Linked DNA regions of Anser cygnoides: region 1 is linked to region 2. The links are chromatin contacts, called in public Hi-C maps. All regions are on one chromosome and are shown on one strand. The core of a region is the stretch at or near the end of the contact, and the rest is flanking DNA. Distances in the headings are between cores, read along the strand shown.

The links. A called contact is a pair of places that touch in the nucleus more often than the background predicts.
Region 1: a Hi-C map of liver shows a contact between it and region 2, with 1.7 times the contacts expected there. The contact joins the promoter of MAML3 here to the promoter of MGST2 in region 2. A contact is called at or near these places in 2 of 7 Hi-C or Micro-C datasets (both in liver).

The regions. Positions count from the first base shown.
Region 1 is chr4:41,203,996-41,210,875 of Taihu_goose_T2T_genome, forward strand. It overlaps MAML3 (mastermind like transcriptional coactivator 3), which reads right to left and starts at 3,951. Exons shown (of 5, transcript XM_048074966.2): 1 at 2,517-3,951. The coding sequence starts at 2,954. It overlaps LOC106046692 (a long non-coding RNA gene), which reads right to left. Exons shown (of 5, transcript XR_010831471.1): 5 at 5,664-6,139.
Region 2 is chr4:40,969,677-40,976,784 of Taihu_goose_T2T_genome, forward strand. MGST2 (microsomal glutathione S-transferase 2) reads left to right here and starts at 3,727. Exons shown (of 5, transcript XM_013189180.3): 1 at 3,727-3,863. The coding sequence starts at 3,806.

The sequences.
Region 1 (6,880 bases), core at 2,701-5,200, 230 kb after region 2:
CTCCTCAAGTAGGATAGGCTAAAATAGCTATAAATTGAGATACTCCAAAATTCAGCCAGTGAAAGCTCGGTCTGTATCAAGACACAAATTTAGCATAGATCAGCACTTTACGAAATATAGGCGAGCCTATGCTCCTACGTGCCTTTTCAAAAAAAGGCTCCCATTGATAACTGCCTGTCAGTTGACACAGAGTCCTAAACAGTGGAAAATGCATAATCCCTTTCATGAACTCAGGGAGCGAGGGTGCACCCCGTGGGGGTGGTGACAAGGAGCACTGTACGCGCTGGAGAGTTCCTACTCCGTCCAATGAAGAAAATCAGAGCGCGTGTCTTTCAACGACGATCGCCTTCTACAGATGCCTTTTACCCACCTTTTGGGAGGGTCTGCTGGGCACCTCACTGCCCGGCCCCGTCTCTGAATTTGGAGGGGGGCACGCACACGCTCCAGTAATACTTTCCTTGGATTTGCCTTGCCCTCCTGATGAAAAAGCATTGCAGACGGTGTTTCTCACTGCATTTGTTGTCGTTGAGTCCTAACTGACTGCCTCAGCTCCAGAACGTGCACTTTAATAACGGGAGGGAAGGATTTAACGATGGTTTTGTGCGAGGAGTAACGCGCCAGCAGACCCGTAGGATTGTGTCACTGTGAACCTCTCAGCTGGAGGTCACCAGAGAATAGAGAAAGGGAGAAAACCCCAATGTGTTGTTTTGTGTTTTCTCAAGCCGGAATGAAGTATTATATAAAGTTGAACCGTTTCATTAAATGGAAATCACGATGCATTTCAACTATGAAACTTAGCAAACTTGTGGTTGTCAGAAGTGAAGAACTTTGTTTGTACCATAAAAGTCTCAAAGAGAATACCTTCCAGTTGCTCTGAAAGGAGCAGTTTCCCAGGTTTTAAGTACAACTTTCACGTGCCTATGAAGGTACTCATGTTCTCAGGTGTTAGCCAGATATCGTAATCGACACTCTACAGGTGAAACGCAGCAGATCATACTTCCAATTTTTGCTACAACGCTTCTTGCAAATGCTCCTAAAAACCCAGCGGCTGGTGGGAAAGGGTCCCTTCCGATAAAGCGCTGGGGTTTCTCTTTAAGCTCAGAGCGCCGTGCACGCCAAGCGGAGATAAATGGCGTGCGGGCTGCCAGCTCCGGCACAGCCGCAGCTCCGGCCCCGCCGTTTGCGTGCCCTCCCCTGCAGCCGGGCTTCCCCCGCCGCGCCGCAGATCCCTGGCGGCGGCAGCCGGGGCCGCCTGCCCTGCTCTGCCCACTTTGCTTCCCCAACTTTCGCACCTTGCGCATCCCCCCCCCCGGCCCCCGGAGGGGAAGGGGAAGGGGGAGGCAGCGACTCGCTCGGCTCGCTCGGGGCCGCCCGGCTCTTCCCCGGGGGGGACCCGGGAGAGCCCAGAGGAGGCGGAGGAGCCGCCAGGAAGGCGGCGAGATGTCAGGGAGGCTGCTCCGCTTCCTGCTGGCCAGGCTCCCCCCCGGGCGGCTCCCGGGCGGCGGGGCGGGATGCTGGGGGGGGATTAGGGGCGCACACACACACACACACACACACGCACACACACACACACACACGCACGGCGCCCAGCTTTTGTCTGCCGCCGGCCGGCCCCGTCCCCACCTCCCCGCCCGGGGCGGACAAAGCGGCCGGCAGCGGGCCGGGGGCGAAGGGGACGCGGAGGGACGGGACGGGGATGGGACGGGACGGGGACGGGATGGAAATGGGACGGGGAGGCCGCCCCCCGCCGCTCCGTCACGGTTCCCCCCGCGGGGGCCGGCGGCAGCTGCCGCCCTGCGGGACCCCCCCGCGCGGCAGGGGAGGGAGCGAGGGAGGGACGTGCGGGGCTTGTAAACCACACGCCTCCTCTCCTCCTCCTCCTCCTCCTCCTCCTCCCCGCCGGGCTCCGCCGCCCATTGTGCGCCCTGCAGACGGCGAGGCCCCGGCTGCCCCCTGCCCGGGAGAGGACGGGGGGGGGGCGCCGGGACACCCGGGCGCTGCCCCCCCGGAGCCGTGCCGAGCCGTGCCGCCGGCCGCGACCTGCTATAAATAAGGCCGGCGCTGGCAGCGGGTCGCGGCTCCCCCCGCGCCGCCTTTGATTATTCATCATGGGAGCGGGCTGGGAGTGGGAAACTCCGCTTCCTACTCGCGGCTCCGCTCCGTGCGGCTCAGCCCCCGCCCCCTGCCCCCCCCCCCCCCCCCGCCGCTCGCCGAGCTCCTTAAAACCCGAGCAAACTTTAGGAAGCGGCTGAGCGCAGCCTGCTCTCGCCTGGGGCGCCGGCTGCCGGCCTCTCCCGGCGGCGGGGAGCGGAGCCCCGCGCCCCAAAACACGCACCCCACGGCCCCGCTCCCCCCACCCCCCCAAAAAAAAAATATAAAAACACAACAAAAAGTTTGCTCGCTCCATGCAAGTTGCGCGAACGCCCCCCCCCCCCCCCCCCCCCACACACGCTCCGTGCCCGAGGCCGAGCCTCCCTCCCCTCCGGTGGGGGGCCCGTGCCGCCCCCTGCCCTTACCATGATCAGCGTGTGGTTCCTCTGCTCCGCCGCGGCGGGCTCGGCATCCTGCTGCTGCTTGCCCTGCTGCTGCTGCTGCTGCTGCTGCTGCTGCTTGGCGCCCGTCTTCTTGGCCCTCTGCTCCAGCGTCCTCTGGTAGAGGCTCACCGTGTCCCTGCGCTCCAGCTCCAGCTGCTCCGCCTGGGCTTGCTGGTACCTGCTCTCGCAGCTGACATGGTGCCGCCGGCAGCCCTCGATGCGCTGCCGCAGCCGCTCCACCACCGTGCTGTGCTTGGGGACGCCGCCGCCGGCAGCATTGTTCCCGGGGGCGGCGGCGGGCGGGCCGTGGGGGGCGCCGCCGACCCCGAGAGCGGCCCCGCCGAGCCCGCCGCCCAGGTTATTGTTGATGCAGATGCCCCCGCCGTTGGAGGCGGCGGCGGGGGCCGCGAAATCCCCCATCGCCTGCCCCGCGCGCACTATTTTGGAAGAAGTTTGGAGCCTGCCCCCGGCGCGCACGCAGTCCCCTCCGGGGTCCCGGCGGGATACTTTTCAGAGGGCCGCCGGGGGGAGGAGGGGGCGCCGGCATGTAGCGGGCGAGCGGCGAGCCCCGGCGAGCGTCCCTCCTCGCCCCCAGCCAATCCCCCTCGAGGCTCTCCAAAACATGAAGCGGGGAGCGAGCGGCGGCGGGGGGGGAGAGGAGGAGGAGGAGGAGAGGGAGGAGGAGGAGGAGGAGGGAGGGAGAGAGGGAGGGAGGGAGGAAGGCGGCGAGCGGAGGTGCCGGGAGGTTATCGCCGGCGGCGCGGCCACCCGCACGGCCAGCTGTGCTGCTGCTGCTGCTCCTGCTGCCGCTGCCGGTGCTGCTGCTGCTGCTGCTGGGGCGGCCGCCCCCGGGCGCTACGGGGCCGCTGCCTGCCCCCCATCGCCCATCGCCGCGGGACCGCCTCCTGCCCCCGGACACCGCTCCGCCGCCGGGGAGCGAGCCGCATGCACGCGCGCGGGGACGCGGGGACGCGCGCCCCCCCCCACCCCCGGTTCTCCGCCGGGCACGCGCCGCGCGCCCCCCCGGCATGGAGCGGGGCGGGGGGGCCGGCGCCGGGGCTCCCCGCCTAGAGAAAAGTTTTGGGGCCGCCGCCGCGCCGCGCCCGCTGCCCGCCCGGCCGCATACCGGCGGGGGGGAGCCCGGCGAGCGCCCGCGGGGCCGGGGCCGGGGCCGGGGCCGGGGCCGGGGCCGGGGCCGGGGTCGGGGGGGGCAGCAGCAGCAGCGAGGCTCCGGGGCGCTGCCCCAGCGCCAAGCCCGTGCCGCGCCGCTCCGCTCTGCGCGCTGCTGCTGCTGCTGCTGCTCCTGCCGCCGCTCCTGCCACCATCACAATGATCGAGCGCCCTCCTCCTCCTCCTCCTCCTCCTCCCGCCGTGCCCGCGCAGCGCTAGCAGGACGGCGGCGGCTCCCCCGGGCCGGCGGGGAGGCAGACCCGGGGACGCGGTGCAAAACCCGGCGCGGAGCCGCCCGGCAGGAGCGGACGGCTCCCCCGGCACGGCTCCCCGCGGCCGGAGGGGGCCCGCACCCCCCGGAGGGCTCCCCCGGGCCGCGGGGCTCCTGCCCGCGGGGACGCCCCCCTCGTTCTCCTAAGGGGGATCGGGAACCGGGGAGCACGGGGCGCGGGGCGCTGCTCCGCAGCCGGCTTTGTCTGCTCCAGCCGCTCGGCGGGTGACATTTGCTTTTCGCCTCGTCCCCATCGCGGCGGCGACGGCACCGGCCGGCCGCACCTTGCGAGGCCCCCCCGGGACCAAGGGGCCTGCCTGCCCCCCTCTCCCCCCTTCCAACTTTCCTTCAGCAGCAGCCCGAGGAGCGTAGCTGCCGGCTGCTCCCGGCGCTCGCCCCTCGCTCAGCACGCGGGGAGCAGCCCCAGCTGTGCTCGGGGGGGGGCTGCGAGCCCTGCCTCGCTTGCGGGGGAACCTCTTCAGTCCTCCCTCCGGCCCCAAAACACCCCTGCGTTGCTCTCCTGCAGACAAACGCGCGTAAAAAGGCCGAATGCGAGGGCCGGCGGGGAGACCCGGGGGCTGTCCTGGTGGTTTTTGTGGAAGCGGAGTGCCGGCAGGCCAGCGCCTCGGCCGGCGCCGCTCAGGTTGAACTTCCCAGTACTTTTTTGGGCTCCTCCGCAGTGCCCCCTGCAGCCCGCAGCCGGCACGCAGACAGCTCGCTGCAGCGCTGCTCCGAGCCCAGCTCTGCCGGGACACCGAGACACGCCGGAGGGCTGCCGGTTATCCCCGTGCTGTTACTGCTACTTGTAGGGGCTGCTCCCTGGGGCATGTCCCAGCAGCTGTCTTGTTTTCCTCACGACTAACAATATGCATCGCTTCTCAGGCCACACGGAGTAACACATCCCAAACTTTCCGCGTTCCGCTTGGGCAGCGAGCACGACATGCTATATCAAGTGCATGCTGCATTGCTAGAGAATTAAATTCCAGCATACTCTGAATTTAGGCTTTTTTTTGTTGTTGTTAAGTCTCTCATCTACCTATTTTGCTTCCGCCAGGGGACGATGATTTGAGCAACAGGTTGGTAGTAACCAAAGCGCTTAATGTTTGAAGTCTTGCAAACAGATGCATCATCAGGTCTGTGAAAAACATCTGAATACGTTCTAAAAACGGTTGATTCTGATCAAAAGACACGTTTGAACTGGCTGAGGTTGAAACAAAGCCGAGCAAAATTGTAGCCCTCTGTTTCCCCATTCATGTTAAGAGCAAAAGTGGTGATACTTGCATTAGTCTACAGCGCAACCTTGTAGAAGACAGAGCACTATCCCTGTGTCTAAAGACAATCAACAGAATTAGCACTTCATAAAAACGTCCATTACCTGTGTCATTTTGCAGTCGTCATTCAGAACCCAGGAGCTACAAGTAATAATTTTCATCCAACAGGAGAGTTTTCTTTTTAAAACCAAGTCCTGAATGGCAATTGTAAAGCAGCATAATAGAGATGAGATTTCACAGTTCATTTTTGCGTTGCTTTTATTTTAAGGATACTTACACAAACAATTACCGGCTTCTGAAGAAACATGGCCAAAAACTGCTATTTAGGGAACTATTTAAATTCAATTTTTGCAAAGGACAACGTTTCTGCTAAGCCAGCGAGTCTGAATAAATACAAGCTGAAAAGAAAACGTCAGGTTGGAGCTTGGACAAGGCAAGGAGGAGAGAGACTTCAGTGCTGTTCTGCTACCGCCTGTCGTCATCCAAACAGATGTTCCTCGCAGCCTTGACCAAACAACTCTGTAATCAGACACAAGCACAGACTCACTCGTGATAGATGTGTGCACTTATATCCGTGACCATGGTCTTGTGAGCACTCACCTTTTTATGCAGTAGTTCACCTTGCACGTGGAAATATTTGCATTTGCTCTACGCTCTTTTCTTCCCGAGCATCAGCTTCAGAAAACTACCGTCACGACTGGAATTTTAAAGGAATCAAATACATCGGAGGTCCAAGTGATATAAGATGAACTTGCTGATGCCAGCAGTTGAACACTAATGCCTACCAGTATCAGCTGACAGGACGCTAATTGCTGGTTACAGGAGATGATTGCTTGGTAAAGGATCTATTCAGTGAGTTACGATTTTGAAAAATTATAAAGTGCAGGCCCGATCTGTGAAAAGATACGCAGTATGAAAATACAGCATACGTTCTCAAGATGATTATCATGACAGAGATCTGTCTAATTAGGAAGAATCTATTTTAATGCTAAGATATGAAAGAGCCCAGCTGGGAGAGGAATTTAGAGGAAGACACAGAAACATGACTGTTAAGCTGACAGCAAATGCAGCCTAAGCATGTTCCAATGACAGCTTCTAAAAAAAATTCATCTCAGCATTTAATCAATAGTGGCTTCAGAACAAGTACAGCCTTACAGATAATCTAGCTAGTCGTATTAGTGGGAGGAGCTCCAGAAGTAATATAGAAAATAAGTCTTTGCAGAGCAACACACTGAAACCACTTCCCCTTTGTCAGCTGAGCTAGGGGTTATCCACTAGATGGGCAAACATTAAAAATACCAGGAGGATAAACACGGATCACACTGTATCAGGAACCAGAGATTTAATTCCTGGTGCTGCCACTCAGGTTGGAAGCTGTAGGTTTTGTGGCAGCAAGTTTCGAACCATCTCGGGCAGCAGATTAACCTTCTGAGTGGCCACCTGGGTAGAAACCTTTCCGAAAGCTCCAACTATAATTAAACGGTTTATGTCTAAATCGATGCACGGCACGGTGACACGGGTATCTGCTGGAAGCCTAACCTGGCGTCCACAGCTCAGCGTGTTCACTGAATGTAACTTTGAAAGCCACCTGACAGACACCCTCTTGGGTCTGGACGACGCATCCTTACACAATA
Region 2 (7,108 bases), core at 2,477-4,976:
TGAAACATGGGAGGTGAGGAATATTTAGCCCCCACCTAGCTGTATGCCCCAGGTATTCACTGATCACCACGTACATGCAGCCTTTACACCGCAGTGCAGATGTGCTCATTCTCCGTTTTCCTGAAAGGGTTCTGACAGTCTCTCTCAAGCCACTGCAATTGAACTCCCCTGAGCTGAGACCAGGTAAAGACATTTTAAGGAGAAAAAAAATTGTGTGTATGTGGGATTGTGAAAAAGCACCGCTTTAACAAAAAGCAACCCCACATTGTAATTAGATGAAGGTACTTCTCATGATGATCCAGACTGTTTTTTGCTGCTACTTTGAAAGCCTGGTATGATTACAATTGGATATATTGCAAGATTGGCACAGTTTGTGTTTCATAAATACATGTAAAATACATACTCTGCTCTATCCCAATCCAGAATTGCATCCCAGATATGTTCTTGCAACATCCAAAGTAAAAAAAAAAAAAAAAAAAAAAAAAAAAAGTAATGATACCCAAAGGCTTCAAAGAAATGTGAGAGGCCTGTGGGCATGCAAGAATTTATGTGCATATAGCAACATACATTAACAGTGATGGGTGTTAAAGCACATCCGTCTTTTGTACACCCAGACAAGAACACCACGAACCAACTCTTCCCTGACTTGTATACAATATTGATGCAGGTAACATAAGGCTGCAAAAGGTGGGGAAGACTCCAAACCTTTGGCTACTACTTTATTTAATCCTTTTAAATCTGCTCTGCCACCACCACCAAAAATAGTCTGAGCTCATTGCACTGACATTCAGAGGATGGGACGGAAACAGGATCTGTCTTATTGTTTGGTAAAATGTCTGCAAAGCAGAGGACTCTGAATAATCAGACCTTAAAACAGACTGTTCATCCCTTCTCTGAGGGCCAGCGTGAAGTATGAGCATGACAGTGCCAGACAAGGGTGACAAACTAGTATTTAGGAGGTAGCAGGAGGGATATTTGAAGGAATAGAAGTATTTTCTTCCTCTTTCACCTGTTTCATAGTTCTGATAATTTTAAAGGCTGGGTATGGCCCAATGCCACACAGGCCCACATTCTTTGTTATATATCGTTTTAAGATAGAGTAAATTAATAAACCGCAGAGCTCACTACTGTTACTGCTGTAGCTAAACTGCTTTTGACACATGAGCTAGCCTCATACATTGTAATAGTGTTGATTTACCCTATAAATGTTTCCAATGAAATATATGAGAGTTCAGATGTTTTCCCTTCCAGCCAGAAGCTTCTATTCTTCAGAGCCTGTCTCCTAGAGGTGTTTAAAAATAAAAGATGCTGCACTGCCAGTTGGGACTGGCCTTTAAGAAGCTACACCCCCAGCACAGACTGAATCCTGCCCTTTGCAAAGCTCTTTTCAGCTCTTCCAGAGACAAAAACTGAGCAGCTTTGACAGTGTAACTCCATTAAAAGAGCTTATTTGATCAGCCTGGTTTCATGCTTAAAATGCTTTTGGTCTCACTACCCCAACCATCTGCTCTCTTGTGACAGCAGCTCTGCCACCCTGCTGGGATCTGCCTTCACTGCTGGGTCAACAGCAGCTTCTCTACAGACAGAAGAGCCAGCCTTCTTGCAGAGGTCTGCCAGGGAAGCACAGGTCAGCAAGAGACACGAATTTCCCATAAATGCTGGGGCTACGCAGACTCCCAGCTCTGACACAGCTGCTCTGTGAAATTTGCCAGTCCCTTCCCTACCCAATGGCTCAGTTTCCACTGCTGTAAACTACGCTGGGAGAGACCGTTTGTCCCTGTGGAGCACACAGGGGAAGTATGGTGCAGGACTAAAACACCACCAAAGCGTGGTAAGGTCCCACCAGTATTTCTGATTTCACATTGCATTTCACTGTTCAGAGCCTCTCTTCTTGCTATTTGGCTTTAGGCAGCTGGAGAAAACGCATGCATTTACAACAGCAGAGATAAGCAACGCACACATAAAATACATGCAAGCGGCGGAAATACAAAATCAAATGACATTCCTTAAGAGCAAGCTGAGGAATCAGCCTCAGACAAGCTGCCAAAATGTCCTGACATAACTGGAGAAACCTCTTAGTTGATCCTGGCATTTATTTATACATTGGGGCTTACACACATCATAAAAGCTCTGGGCATCCAAGATACTACTGTATTTGCACAATCAGAAATAAACCCAGCCTAAAAGCCTTATTTTGTGTGTGATCCGATTTTCTGTTACTGAGTTTCACAGGGAGGAAGCATAACTCTATATCAAATTGTCTGTGGACCACATTTGACCAATGGCAATATAAATCTATAGGCAACTACAAACTCCCTGCTACCAGCAGAAATTGAACATGTTCTTAAGCATACCCTAGCTCAGCCGTAATGGCCATGTATTTTATAACGATTCTGCGGGTTTAATCCCTATCCTAGATTATATTCCTGCCTACCTTTAAATCAAACTTTGGTGGACTTCACATGCCCATTGCCATTTTGAAATTCACGTACTTTGAATGATGTCGGAAAGAAAACATGACTTCAGTGTCAGCTGGCCTTAAAATGCTTAGCTCTTATGGGTTTAACTTTTCAAACTGACCTTTCAAACTTTCCAATAGCCAGCCCTGTGTTAGTTTTCCACCATTCCCCTATATTGGCAGGGTGACGATGCTTTGAACATCCTGAGCCAGCCTCTAAAAGCCGAGAAACTGTCTTGTCAGAAGGCCAACCCCTTACTACAAGAACAGTAATTAAAGTGCATAAATCAGCACTTAAAGAGTTACAAAGCACCAACATTCAACTGCTGTTATTAAAGTATACCTACTGTTCCAATCTTTAGAAAGAACAATATACTGAATTAACACCCAACAAATTTTACCGTGACAATTTTTACAATGAAACAACTGATTTAAAGTTCTTTTTACTTTTGCCTTCAAAATTAACATATTTGACTAACGTCAAGGAAATACCCCACTGTAATGTCAGTTGGAGACAATGCAGACAGATAATCCTGGAATCACAAACACACAAAAAAACCAAAACAACCAAAACAAACACATTACACTGGTTTTGTTCTGGTGGACTCATGGGATCACAAAGGCTAACAACACTAAGATTCCTGTTAGTTAAAGCTAGCTGATTAAAAAAAAAAAAAATCCTTGAGAGAATCTCTCCTAATTTTAGTCCTAGGCATAAACTACAGGAAACGTACTCCAGACAATAAAACGAGGGGAGATTTTTCTTTCTCAGTTGTTTTACCCTTTGAACTACCCTGAGCGATTTCCTTCTGCGCAGTGACTGTTTGTAAGCGGCTGTCATGTCGCCCACAGGAGCCCAAGTTGTACATACTCGGCAAAACCGTAAATCAAGGGTAGGGACAGTACAAAGCTGCGCTCCCCCCGCCACGTCTCCTGCACCTGCTTCTTCAGAGCAGCACCACCGGTGATGGATGCAGACCTCGCTGCGCTAGACCCTGTACAAACAGGGAACAAAGTCTTCGCCCCCAAAGAGATTACAACTGAAGTCTAAGACTTAAAAGAACAGCTGAATCCACAGAGGCAGGCATGGCTGGTTTTGTTCTCTCTGTGCTTTCACGCAGGCAAGAGGCAGGCAGAGCCGCCTGACTGCATTTGAACTTTTTCATGAGAGAAAAATGGCTGTAATTTTGCACTCATTTTAAAAAGCCGGGCTATTTTATTTCCTTTGTTGCGGTGCCGAAAAGCACTGCAACTCCCCCACCTGTTGTTTTTCCTTATTGCTCACTCGAGCTCTGAGCTCTCTCCCCTCCACACACACCCTGCTCGCACGCGGAAGTCGCCGGGATCATGGCTGGTGACTTCACCTTGCTGGCTGCTGTCTCCCTCCTGTCTGCCTTCCAGCAATGTAAGATCTGCGGGGCTGCAGGGCTGGGGCTCGGGGAGGTTTGCGCCGATTCTGCAGTTCTGGATGTTATGTGATGACAAACTGGTTGTCGTGTAACTTTAATTTCTGGTGCCTCCTAAGTCGTTTCTCACTGGAGCATTGTTTGCCCTCTCTGTAGCCCGAGAGGGAGTTGGCTCAGTGGGACAGGTTACTTTTCCCCGTGGGAGAAACTAATTTATTTTCAATTCCATTTTGTTTGCTGACTCTTTTGAATCGTACTATTGTGAGAGCTCGCAACTAGCTGTAAAGTTACCCAACGGCCACATCGTGTCTTGGTTTCGATTCTTATGTAGGCAGCTATGCAACCCAAAACCTCAAAAACTGAGAGTAAATTTGTCAAATCAAGTACACCAGCGCTGGACTGAAAGCACTGTACTGTTTCCTGAAATAGCCAGACGCACGCTAAGTACCTGAAAGGGAAGAGGAAAGCAAACTTTTACACCAGGCAGCAAGAATAGAAGGTATTCTGCAGCACATCCTCCTCATTACAAATCTATTTGGATCTTAAAGAAATATTTTATCCCCTGCTGATGTACCTCTGAGAATCAAGGACCAGGAAAAGAAGTGGGCAAATCTGCAGCACTCTTTTTGATTTGCATCTCTCATGTAACTGTGGTAGCGTTTTTACTTCTTGTAATTATTTTCTTCTATATACATTGATTCATATAGTTGTGTTTACATCAAGAAACATGATGCTCTTTGAAGGCATTTGCAGTATACTAGGATGAGATTAGAGCAAGTTAAAAGTAATTGCTTCATCTTTTTTCCAAATATCTATAGCACTGCAACTTAACGGATGTGATGCAATTGTTTGTTCTGAAAGCCTCAGCTGCTGAAACACTTGTACCTAGCAGGAAAAAAAAAAAGCCTGAGAATGTGACCCTTCCAGGTTAAAAAAAAGCCCAACACAACAGAAAGCAAGTAGAAAGCACTTAAAATTTACATTCTTTTTCTGTCGTCAGATCAGCTGTAACACACTCTTGTGATCTGCACAAAACATTGCTATTTCTGGCTGGTGGCAATATTTACCATCAACTTCTGTGAAAGTTCAACTTGCCTGCCCTGACTTTTAGCACAGAAATGTTAAGAGTTAAAAGCAAAAACACACATTATGTGGAAACCTAGTGCCTTTTGAAAACACAATGAATTGTGCAGATACCAAAAAGGGGAAGGGAGGTAAAAATACACACTTCCTTGTGGTGTTTGGTCCATATTAGTTATTCTAGTTAAAATCACTGAAAAGTCAGGATAACCTGTATTTTAACTTACACATTGGGCAGTCCAACATCAAGCCCAGAGAGAAACCTTGGTAAGAACCTGATCTGTTAATCTGATTTAAATCACAGCGTGGTTTACTTTTAGCATGGATAAACCAACACAGATCAACTATTGTGAGTTCAGCTGAGCATTGTGAAGCTGGTAGTGTAAGCATGTGCTATAACCAGCTCGTGTAAGGGACGCAGTGCAGAGCGTGACCAATTGCTGTGAACAAAATACAACATACACAGCACTTAGTGCTCTGTTTGCTCTTCTGTTTATTCTGCTGAGCCTCTGGTCCCGAGCTAGAAAGTTGCTACAGGCAAGACAACCTCTCTGAAGCAGTGCTGCAAGTCAGGTTTCACTTAACCATCATCAGAGATACAGAAAGACAAGGTTTTGTGTCTCAGAATCGTGAGTTATTCAAAAATTTATTTATTTTTAAGTTGCAAATTAGCATGCGCTATCATATACTGTAATAGAAGAATCAGCCTCTCTACAGGCTTTTTAAACACAAAATACTTGAGCAATGTTCCTTGAAAGCCTGATTTATCCTGCATTTTTAGTGTAAGGATATTAACACAGTAACCATAAACGCCACCTGAAAATGAAAGCCAAGAAAAAAGAAAAGGCCAGCAAAGGCAAGTGGCGCATACTTTGTAACTACCGCAGTCACGTCATTTAGCCTGCTAGAATTGAACACGTCGATACAGGGGAAGAAAAAGGCTGGGGAAATCTTTACTTCCTCCTGCGGCAATGCTTTCTGGCGTGCTCACAACAGCACCTCCAGTGGGTGGGCAGCAGGGCTCTCCCATTGCTTTGTTATTTATTTCAGCCCTTGTTAAACCATCATCACAGAACTTACACTTGGAGCCACATCACTGCTTTCCATTCACCAGAATGGAACCGAAAGGCAAGTTGCATTCAGTTAACCAAAAATACAGCAATTATTTCTCTCCTCAGCTCTTTTTAAGTCCCTGGCTGGCACCTGTCCTGTTCTGCACATGGGGTTCACCTTTTCTTCTAAGGTGACAGGCATGACCCTGGTCCCCCACACGGTGCCACAGCTTGGTTTTCACTGGCAGGTGAGAACCCACTTGCCCCTCACTGAAGCAGGGTCCCTCCTCTCTGATCCCAGTGGAAAATGCTTCAGGAGCAGGTTTTACACCGGGTGGCCGCGCTGCCACAGCCTGGCCACAAACCCAGTGCCACACGTGGTTAACCAGAGCCTCCCACGTGCGATCTCTGCCCCTCAACGAGATGCTTGCTCAGCAGGCAACACCAAGGGCAACCCGCGGTACGGCTGAGGCCAGGGTTGCACCATGGCCTTGGGGATTTGCTTCGGTTAGTCGTGCTGAACAAACAAGAACGATTTGGCCCTTGCACTGCCTTAATCTCCTTGTTTTCCTCAGTAGGCTTAGTTCATCCAGCACCCTTTCAAGGCTTTTTTTCTCAGCTAATTTGGATGCAAGGAGTCGCCTTGGTTTGCCTTAGTTCCTCAGCAGAAAAAAAATGGTCCCAGACTGGTCGTAAGACTTGTAGGGCTCAGTGAGGCAAAAAACAAGGAATGCATTGCTGGGTACAAATGCCTTTGCTACAAAACACTAGGGCTCACCTACCACTTCTGGCTGATGAGCCAGGCAGCATTTGCCAGACAAAAAAAATTATAGTAATACTTTTGAAAGTGGCAGAAGCCAAAAAGCAACTTTAGTGTTTTCCAGGAAAACACTTCTAAAAGGAACTCCTGTGCTGCTATGAGCCTCGGTCTCCATGAAGCATGCTCCCCCACCTCCCCACTACCACTCTTCCCTCCTGAAAGTGCCGCAAGGTGGCACGTTGGGATGAATCACCAGGCACAGCAAAGAGCGTGGGTGGGAGCGGAGGAGGTCTCGCTGGATGCAAATACAATGAGAGGTCCTGTAGCGAGGTGCTCTGGAGGGAAAGGTTAA